Linked DNA regions of Manis pentadactyla: region 2 is linked to region 1. The links are chromatin contacts, called in public Hi-C maps. All regions are on one chromosome and are shown on one strand. Each heading gives the region's core, a stretch centred on a gene start, on an enhancer-like site or on the middle of the called end of the contact. The rest is flanking DNA. Distances are from core to core; before and after follow the strand shown. Region 1 holds the start of SGO1 (shugoshin 1). Region 2 holds the start of KAT2B (lysine acetyltransferase 2B).

What was found. Hi-C and Micro-C count contacts between places; a contact is called where the count stands out from the background.
Region 2: a Hi-C map of skin fibroblasts shows a contact between it and region 1, with 4 times the contacts expected there. The contact joins the promoter of KAT2B here to the promoter of SGO1 in region 1. A contact is called at or near these places in 2 of 3 Hi-C or Micro-C datasets (fibroblasts and skin fibroblasts).

The regions. Positions count from the first base shown.
Region 1 is chr14:47,792,567-47,797,250 of mManPen7.hap1, reverse strand. SGO1 (shugoshin 1) reads right to left here and starts at 1,927. Exons shown (of 8, transcript XM_036898296.2): 1 at 1,786-1,927. It overlaps LOC118918946 (guanine nucleotide-binding protein G(s) subunit alpha-like), which reads left to right and starts at 2,167. Exons shown (of 4, transcript XM_057491854.1): 1 at 2,167-2,244; 2 at 2,662-2,753.
Region 2 is chr14:47,936,048-47,940,731 of mManPen7.hap1, reverse strand. KAT2B (lysine acetyltransferase 2B) reads left to right here and starts at 2,445. Exons shown (of 18, transcript XM_036898227.2): 1 at 2,445-2,837. The coding sequence starts at 2,550.

The DNA of each region.
Region 1 (4,684 bases), core at 678-3,177:
ATAACATTATCCTCCTTAGGTACCATATAAGGCAGGTTCAGTAAACCTCCAAACTCTGTAATATGGCACTTATTTATTATTTAACAAATACTCATTGGGGGCTTACTGAATCCTGGACACTATGGGAAATATTATATGTTGATGTTATTATTGTTTGTTTCCTACATGCTTATGACCAACGTTTAGTGTTTATTAGGCTTACAGTAGTTCACAGGCAATCATATATCTGGGATTTACTTACCATTTTTTTCTCTAAAAATTAATATTATTAATTTATTAGATTAGGCCACTCCATTACTTGTCTCTTCCACACTCTTTTAACTCAATATTACTAGAAAATGCACATCTCTCAAGAAAGTCAATGGGATCTTCAGAGGTTTAAACTTTGTAGGTCTACATGCAATTTGAATATGCTATTATAACAATTAGAAAGCTACAAAGAGCGGAAGCTGGGTTAGTGGAACATGCCAGTTTTCTCAGGTTATTTCTAAAACTCAGATCTGCTAACTCCAAGTAAATCATGAATATGGCAAGCCAGATGTTAAATAATGATTGTTTCACATACAGTTAAAAGTAGCAAAACATGCATTGACAGTGAGTATGCTATTGAGTATGTTAATACATAAATATACTTAAATCTTTCAATACTGCAGATCAGACACACTTCAGTATTCTGCCACTAAGCATGTCGAACTACTTTTCAGGAACATCTTTTACCCCAGATTGCACTATGTAGACCTTAAAATTGAAGAGAAATTCGTATTTCTTACAACAATCTACATACACAATTCTCACTACCAAGGTCACCTTCATCTTTAATAGTCAAATATCTTCCTGAAACTTACATTTTCTCGAATATTTTCCCCAGGCCTCAGTTATTTTCCTCTATGCAGTGTCTGGTGTCTTAAACACAGATAATGTAGATACAATATATACAGGATATTTCCAGTACAGCAAGCACAACTATTTTTTTAAAAGCACTAATGGTGTAAAACAACATACTACCATGGAGTTTTTCAAGTTTCAACCGCGGACGTTTTAACAGCCATTAAGTAACTCTTCAAGGTAGTTTAGTTAAGGTATTTTAAAAGCCAAAGCCTCATCTAAAAAGCTTTCATTATTACATGTCATCAACTTAAAGCGGCAAAAGAAATTTGCCGTATAATCAGAAGTTTTATTCCCTGTCTGGGCGGACGATGTGAAAGGGGGTGTGGCGGGGAGACAAATGGAAACAGTTCACAGCCCTAGGACGGGGGTTGCCTCAGTCTGCGTGTTACTGGGTGAGGGGCTGGGTGCGAGAGGAGCGGGCCCTTTGATCTCGTCATCCCCGCAGGGCGCAGGCCCTCCGCTCGGGGACGCTGGGCACCTTAAAGGGAAGGCCCTCGACCGCATCGCGCTGCACAACAGCAGCTGCCAGTTAGCGCGGCCTGACGTCGATCCAGGATTTTCACTACTGTAAACGGTTTATTTTCACATCATTTAATCCACACAGTTGCGTAAGGTAGGAGGTTCGGGGCCCCACTTACGTAGCGGGGGAGGAAGCTGGGGCATCGGAGAGTGCTAAGCCGGGGGGCTGCGCAGAGGAAGGCGCGCGCTCAGTCCGATCCCAAGCCCTGAGCTTCCGGCCGCGGAAGTCGCGACGGCAGACACCCCCGAGGGGAGAGCGGCAGGGGTCACGGCGCCCCTGTTCCGCATCCGCAGGGCCCCGCAGAGAGCCGGGCGGATGGCGGCCGGGCCCGGAGACCCGCCGCCCACGGCACGTGCGCACGGTACCTTGGGCCCCACCTCTGCCGCAGCGGTCGCCCTGCTTCTTACATCCCAAGGCTCCGCGAGGGTTCCGCGGAGTCCCCCAAGCCTGGGGCACGGTCTCTGCTCGTCCGCCAACAACAGCAGCCACATTCGAAATTCTCCGCCGCGCTTGCCCATTGGCTGGGTGAGGGGCAGTCACGTGGCACGTCAGGGCGGCCGCGACGCTAGCCGAGTCCCGCCCCGCCGGGCGGCCTCCTGTGACGCGCTCGCCCAACAAATACACATCCGGGCATCAACCGTCCGTCTCCCGCCTCCCCGGGGGCGGAGCCAGTCATCCGGTCGCGCTGACCCGTCGGCCTTCTGTTCGGAGTCGTTGGCGTTTAGCGGTCGACTCCTAGACCTGTGGCGGGGCGTATTTTTGGGTCTTCAAAAGCTTCCGGCTTTTTCAGTCTTGTGGCTTCCCATTTTCTAGGGTGTGCTCACGGGCTCCCTCTGGTGAGGAGAATCTCCGTGGTTCGTTGCCCGCCCAGACCGACCTTTCTGCTGCACGAAGGCAGCTTTCCGGGATACTAAGATAGGGAGCAAGTTTTGGATTAACGGGATATTATCAGGGAAGTTACAGGTACCTGAAATGTTTTCCTTCCTTTTGCTCAGTTACCTGGCTTTAGCAGCAGGAAATGGCCTCAGCGTCCACCCAGATACCCCTCCAGAACTCTGTGGAATCCTTACTGATCCTTTATTCTCCCTTACCGTTTCCGTGTGCAGTCAGGCCATCCAGTCCCATCAAATTCTCCTTTCTAAGTGTTTCTCACGTCCAAACACCACTGTGTGCCACCCTCTAATCCAGCCATCAACTTAATCCTTTCTATAAACCCCACCAGTACCTATTCTGATGGCAGCCTCTCCACTTAGGTTCTTCATAGAGTGATAAAAGCAAATAGGATTGAATATGAAACTCTTCAATGGCTGCTTCTGCGCTGAAGATGAAGTTCGCATTCTCTAAGGTATTTTTGTTCCTTAAAGAACACATGGCTCCTGTTTCTATCCCTAAGGAATGTTCTTTAATTTCCTTGTATGTCCTCTTGCTGCTTTTGCCCATGCCGTTCTGTTTGTCAAGATCAGTCTCTCCTTCCCCTGAGCCCACTTACTCTTCATGATGCAGCTCTTAAGAAGTGAATACTTCCAAAAAGCCTTATCTGTCCTCAAAGCCCCCTCAGTAGGCTGCTTTGTATTTCCTGGATGCCATGCACTTTCCCCTTGATAGTCCTGGTGGCACTGACTTGTTGTCATTCATTGCCAGATTATTCAAGTTGCATAAAGGTAGACGCTATATCTAACTGTTCATAGTTAAAACGTAAGCATCTGTTTAGCAATTTGAATTAAATCAGCAAATATTCTCTGGAATGATAAAATAATGAATAAAAGAAACCTAAACAATTGCTTCGAATTTAGGCATTCAATTCATTGTGAAGCCTTTTTTTAAGGATAACGAACATTTACATTCTCACCCTAGTCCAGCCCTCACCTCAGGCCTCCCTGAGGTGCAAGAGATTAAAATATCCTTCTCCAGCCAATAACAACTTGTTTTCCAGGTTTATCCACCAGATCACCTCCATTAGCCCTCAGTTTACTACCACTGGGTAGTGTGACTCATATGTGCAGAAGCATCTAGAAGAAAGGAACAGGTTTTTTACTATTATTGCTTGAGGCCAGAGGGTGTGAAGTGGAAAGGGAGAGCAGTGCTAGCTTCATGGATATGTGACCTGTACTCTGAAAGGCTCTGCACATGGTTTAATGCTCTGTTTTTGCCATCTTGGTATGTTCAATAATTTGTCTTTGAACTTTTGATTTGTAAGTGAAATCTGATGAGAATGGAGCATGCATATAATCAGATGAGATACATGCAATAAGTGTGTCCATTCATGTCTCTTGTTGCTCCATTTCCATAATGTTCAGGATGCTCACTAATGGCTTCTGTGACACACTATGTACTCAGAGCCCCATGCTCAGAAGGGCTTCACACTTGGTTTAATGCTATGCTGACATCTTGAAATTCATAACAATTTTATCTTTGAGATCATGTACTCATTTTGAATCTCACTGACCTTTCATGCTTCTTAGTCTAGACTTTAAAAAATCCAAGATTCTTTTTTTACCAGACTATTTTAAGAAACTAAAGCTGACTTTATGGAGCCAGTAAAGCCCCTTGGATATCAGCAAAACTTTAACTGAAAAACCACATTTAAAAATATGCACGAAATCATTATTCTTGCTGCGCTTATGTAAATAACCAGACCAAATTTAATGAGAACAATTTTACAAACAAATTAGTGTTACTCGATTATTTTTGGTAAAACAGGATGACTAGAGAGAGAGAGATTGTATTTCAGTAGAAAAGTGTAGAGCACCCATGATCAGATTCTAGTTCTGCTCATTGTCTTTGAGGTTTTGTTATCTACTTGCAAACTGGACTGGATGCTGAATTCTTCTAGATTCTCTAATATCTATCTGGCCACAACTTTCCAAACTCACATTTCTAACTTTCTCCCAACCTTTTAACTTGTTATCACTAAATCTAAAACTATCATTTTCCCTACATCCTAATTAGCTAAAGATCTAAAAAACTTTGCATGATTCACTTTCAAAAGACAATGTGCCTTATATATTAAAAACTAGACACTTAGTTTATTGAAAAATACACCAATGAAGTATTGCACTTGAATCTTATTAGAAGACACCTTATCTATTGCAAAAATCTCAACAATTGCAACAAAATTCTATAAACACTTTAGCCAGAATTGCATTAGACCATGATGTAGCTTTAGACTATTTATTACTAGCTGAACAAGAAAGAATAAGCATAATTATTAATACATCATGCTGTGCCTATGTAAATAACTCAGGAAAAAAATTGAAACCCAATTATATTATCCCC
Region 2 (4,684 bases), core at 1,196-3,695, 140 kb before region 1:
ACTTAGAACAGGCCTTGAAACTGTCGGCCTTCAGCCTCAGGCAGTAGGTCATCTGGGTGCTGTGGGCTGGGAAATAATGAAAACTAATGTTCAGTTGATGTCACAAGCCATTCACCATTCAGACAGTGATGGTTTTCAGGGTGGATTGGAATGAGGTTGTTTTTGTCTGCTTCAAAACAACCTGGAAATTGCCTGCCTCCTGAATTCTGGGGATGGCTTGGGAGAAGAAGGTGGCAGGTGACTTAATATTCAAGTTGGGCTCCCCCCTCAGCATTTGTTATGGAAAATTTCAAACATACAGAGAAGCTGGAAGAACCGCACAGTGAACATTCTGCTACCCACTACCTAGATTCCATTATTCACAATTTGCTCTTCATGCTTTAACGTATATCTGTTTACTGGCCTATTGCCTATTCACAGATGCATCAGTCCCTCTTATTTTTTGATGCATCTCAAAGCACACTGCAGGTATCAGGACATTGCACCCATAAATTTTCAGCATTAGCACCATTAAGTAGAGCTTAATGCTTATACTTTTTTTTTAATATTTGAGGGAAATTTACATCCAAATATTTGAGTGAAATGCACAATCTCAAGTGGACCCTTCCATCGCTTTCACAAATGCCTACTAGTATAACCCAAACCCTATGCAGAGCTGCTAACATCATGACACTAGACTCTGTTCAGGGGATCACAGCCGGTAAGACTCCACTCTGCTTTGGTGAGAAAGGCAAAAAAAATCTGCAAAACACTTCAGTAGAGTCAGGAGAGTAACAGTGCTAACGTGAGATACACCAAGCTAAGAAAGGACGCATGCATCTAACCGTCCTGATAGAATCTGATGAGGGCCTGCCATTCCAGACGTCCGGAGTAAACTCAAGGCTATTTCCTTTTGTGCTAACGTCACTGTTTATCTCTACACACATTTTTTATTCTCCATTTTAACATATCACTCACATCGTATTAAAAGTCAAAAGGACAAAGAGAATCTAGAAAAGAGGATAGAAAAAATTCACTGGAAAAACGCGATGGTAAGGGGAACGTTTCCAGGGAAAGGCACATTCCTTAAGGCATCTTTGGCCAGAGTTGGGTGAGAGTTACACGGCATGCGACGAATTTCATAATAAGCACATTATGACCCATATTACACAGAAATGATGATTCACATTACAAAAGCAGGGCATGTGTGGGGAGGTCCTGAGAAATATCGCTGGGCTTTTAAAATTGCTTTAGAAAGGCCAAGGGGACACAACTTTCAAACGAAAAACAAATGTGCACTCCGCCTTTCCAATCACTACCCTCGTTAGCGTCAACAGTGAAAACGAGAGTTCTAACAGTTTCAACAGTAGTTGAAAATGCTGAGTTTTTTTTTTTTTTAAGTTTGAGGCCCAAAGCAACACGCATTCTTTTTGGATGCTGCTTAAATTTTTTTCTCTGTTAATATCCATGCTGGTGATACCAATTTTGAAAAGTAGGGAATATTGCAGAGAAGAAAACAGCAAGGTTATCTCCCCGCCGTGCAGAAGGGAGCCCATGAACAGACTTTCTGTATTCAAACTTTTCTCACTGCGCATCCTTTTCATTTGGATAGCGCCTTCCGACAACCGGTCTTTTAACAACCAGCACTTTCAAACAAAAATTACAGAACATACTAACAGTATTTTCCTTCCTCTGGCAGATTGGATCCAGAAATTGTTATAGGAAGAAAGCGTTCTGAATTAAAAAAAAAAAAGTTGGACAGAAAAGTGTTTTAAGAAGAAAAACAGAAAACATTAAGCCTTTATTTTGGTGAATTAGCAACAAAGAAAAGCATTAGCACGGACGGGTACTTTTCAAAAATGCTTTTTTTTCCTCCGACTCCCGCTAGGGTGGAGGAAGTTGTCTCGGTTCCGAGAGAGGGTGGATAAAGCGCAAGAACAAACGCCTGGAGCCGCTTCCCGCCCCCACCCCCGGCCGGGGGAGCCGGGGCTGCTGGGGGGTGGCCGGGATGGAGGCGGCCAGCAGGTGCCTGGGCTCCAGCCGCGACCCCCACCCGGTCCCCTCCCGCGCCCCGAGCCTGGCCTCGCCCCCTGGCGGGCTAGCGCCGGCGGCTGCGGCGCGGGGGTGGGGCGCAACGCCGCAGGCAGCGGTTAAGAGGCCGCGGGGGCCTCCTGCCCGACACCCCCGGAGGCTGCCGCTTGGCCGGCCCTCAGCCCGCAGCTCCAGGACCATGCCCGTGGCCGGCGCTCGGCGCGGAGCCCCGGGGCGGAGAGCCGGGGGAGGGCGTGCGCAGCGGCGGCGGCGGCGGTGGCGGCCGCGGAGCCGCTAGTCCCCTCCCTCCGGGGGAGCAGCTGCCGCCGCCGCCGCCAGCGCGCGGGCCGCGGCCGGAGCGAGCCGGGCGAGCGGCGCGCGCGGGGAGGGCGAGGGCGAGGGCGGGGGCGGGGAGGGGGATGGGCGAAGGGCGGGAGGGCGTGGGGGAGGGTCTCGCTCTCCCGGCGGCCAAAGCCCGAGCGGGAGACCCTGGCGGTGGCGCCCCACACTCGGCGCCTCCTGCCGTGCTCTGGGGCGGCATGTCCGAGGCTGGCGGGGCCGGGCCGGGCGGCGGCGGGGTCGGGGCCGGGCTCGGGGCGCTGCCCCCGCAGCCCCCTGCGCCGCCGCCCGCGCCCCCACAGGGCTCGCCTTGCGCCGCCGCCGGGGGCTCGGGCGCCTGCGGACCGGCGACGGCAGTGGCGGCGGCGGGCACGGCCGAGGGGCCGGGAGGCGGCGGCTCGGCCCGGATCGCGGTGAAGAAGGCGCAGCTGCGCTCCGCTCCGCGGGCCAAGAAACTGGAGAAACTCGGAGTGTACTCCGCCTGCAAGGTACGCGCTCGCCACCGCGCGCCCGCCGTGGGGGCTCGGGTCGGGCCCGCGGACCCCCGCCCCCCCCTCCCGCTCCGCGCCCGCCTCCCCGCTCCCGCCTGAGGCCGCTGCACCGCGGAAGTGCTGCTGTCGCCTGCGCCCAGGGAGCGGCTGCTCGGGCAAGAGTCCGGTTGAGCTGCAAGAAGGGGAATCGACCCGCCGAGAGCCTTTCATTCCTCCCCCTTGGAGGAGGTGCCGCTGCGTCCGCGCTCATGGGCTGCCCTGGGGCTCTGTTGCTCAGTAGGAGCTCGCCGGAGGCGCCTTTCCGGAGGGGGCCTTGCGGGCTGTGTGGCGAGCAACCCGGAGCCAAGGAAACACCTTTGGGGGATCTGGACGGCCCTCCTTTTGCCGCCGTCCGCTCCCCGTGCCCCAGTGGGAGGCACTGGCTGAAAGGAGTGAGGGTGGAACGGGCTCCCGGACGCCCGGCGCCCTGGGAGATGTAAGGGGCGGACCGCGCTGGGTGGGGAGGTGAGCGCAGCCCGACGCGAGGATCCTGGTGCTCGGGGCGCCCCCGGCTGGGGGCGGAGGCGCCGCGCCGCGCGGCGACAGCCCCGTCATTATTGTATTATTACTTGTTTAGTTAAAACGTGTCCCAGCTGCTCGGGGCGTAAACAGGATTTGGCAAGGTGACAGCGCGGCGGGCGCTACTGCTCAGTTTGCGGACGCGCGTTTCTTGCCGCCCCTTCTCCGTACCCGCCGTCGGCGCCCCGTGGCCTCTCAGCTGCAGGTCCAGATGTGGGCGCCGCGCTCCCGGATGGGAGGACTGCCCGAGGCCGAGGGCAGGCGGCCCTGCGCTGTCAGCAGCGGCTTTGTTTTGACAGGGTGACAGCTGAGGGGGGCGGGGACTTGGCCCTGTCAGCTCCCGCGGCCTGTGGCTGAGGCGGGGAAGATACACTCACACACTCACACACCTCCTGTTCCTCCGGCCTACTGCAAACAGGGTCAAGTCCCAGATTGCAGATTCCCACAACCGAGCTGCGGCGGTCACCTCTGAATTTTGGTGTGAAGAATGTCAATCCTGCTAGAACCTCTCTCCCAGGAGTGCTGCTTTTTAGCATTTGCAAGAGCTTCTTGACCGCAGTGGAATCCTGTGCTTAACCCATTTTCCTCACCTTCACATCCTCACCTGTATGTTGAACGCCTACTGTGTGCTCTATGCTGGTTCAGTAAATATTTGTTGAAGGAATGTAGGACTAGCCCAGTGCTTCTCAAACTTTAACATGAAGAGATGTCACCTGAGGAGCTGGTCGCTGGTTCTGAATCAGGCCTGGGGTGGGCCTGGGATTCTGCATGTGTGACAAACACTGAGATGATGGGAGGTTAGTCCCCTGACTTCACTCCAAGTAGCTGAATTCTAGCTCAGACCAGGACAGTATCTTATTAGTCCCGTTTGGATTCAGCCAAAAAAACTGACATTGAGAAACAGTAATGCCACGTGGTTGGTATTTCTGAAGAACTGCAAAAAAGGTAAAGTGGAGAGTGTGCTTCTGAGAAACCTGGAGGGCCAGGAGTTGCCAGTGAAAGGCAGTGGGCTCATGAGAACAAGACCTTGAGTGTAATAGGCAGAAAGCAGAACTGTGCACAGGACATGGTATTTTATAGCTGGAGTGGGCTCCTAGAGGAACTCTCAGTGTTTTTTTGTCCTGGCTTTTTATTGGGTTCCCCACCTTTTCTCCCTGCTGCCTGCTATTGCCTTAATCTCTGAAAAGTTCCCTGAAGTTTTGGTGCTATTTCGAACCATGAGCATAAGTGCCCTGCATTGATATTTTTGATCCTTTGAAATTTCAGTGAGTGACATGTAGCACCTT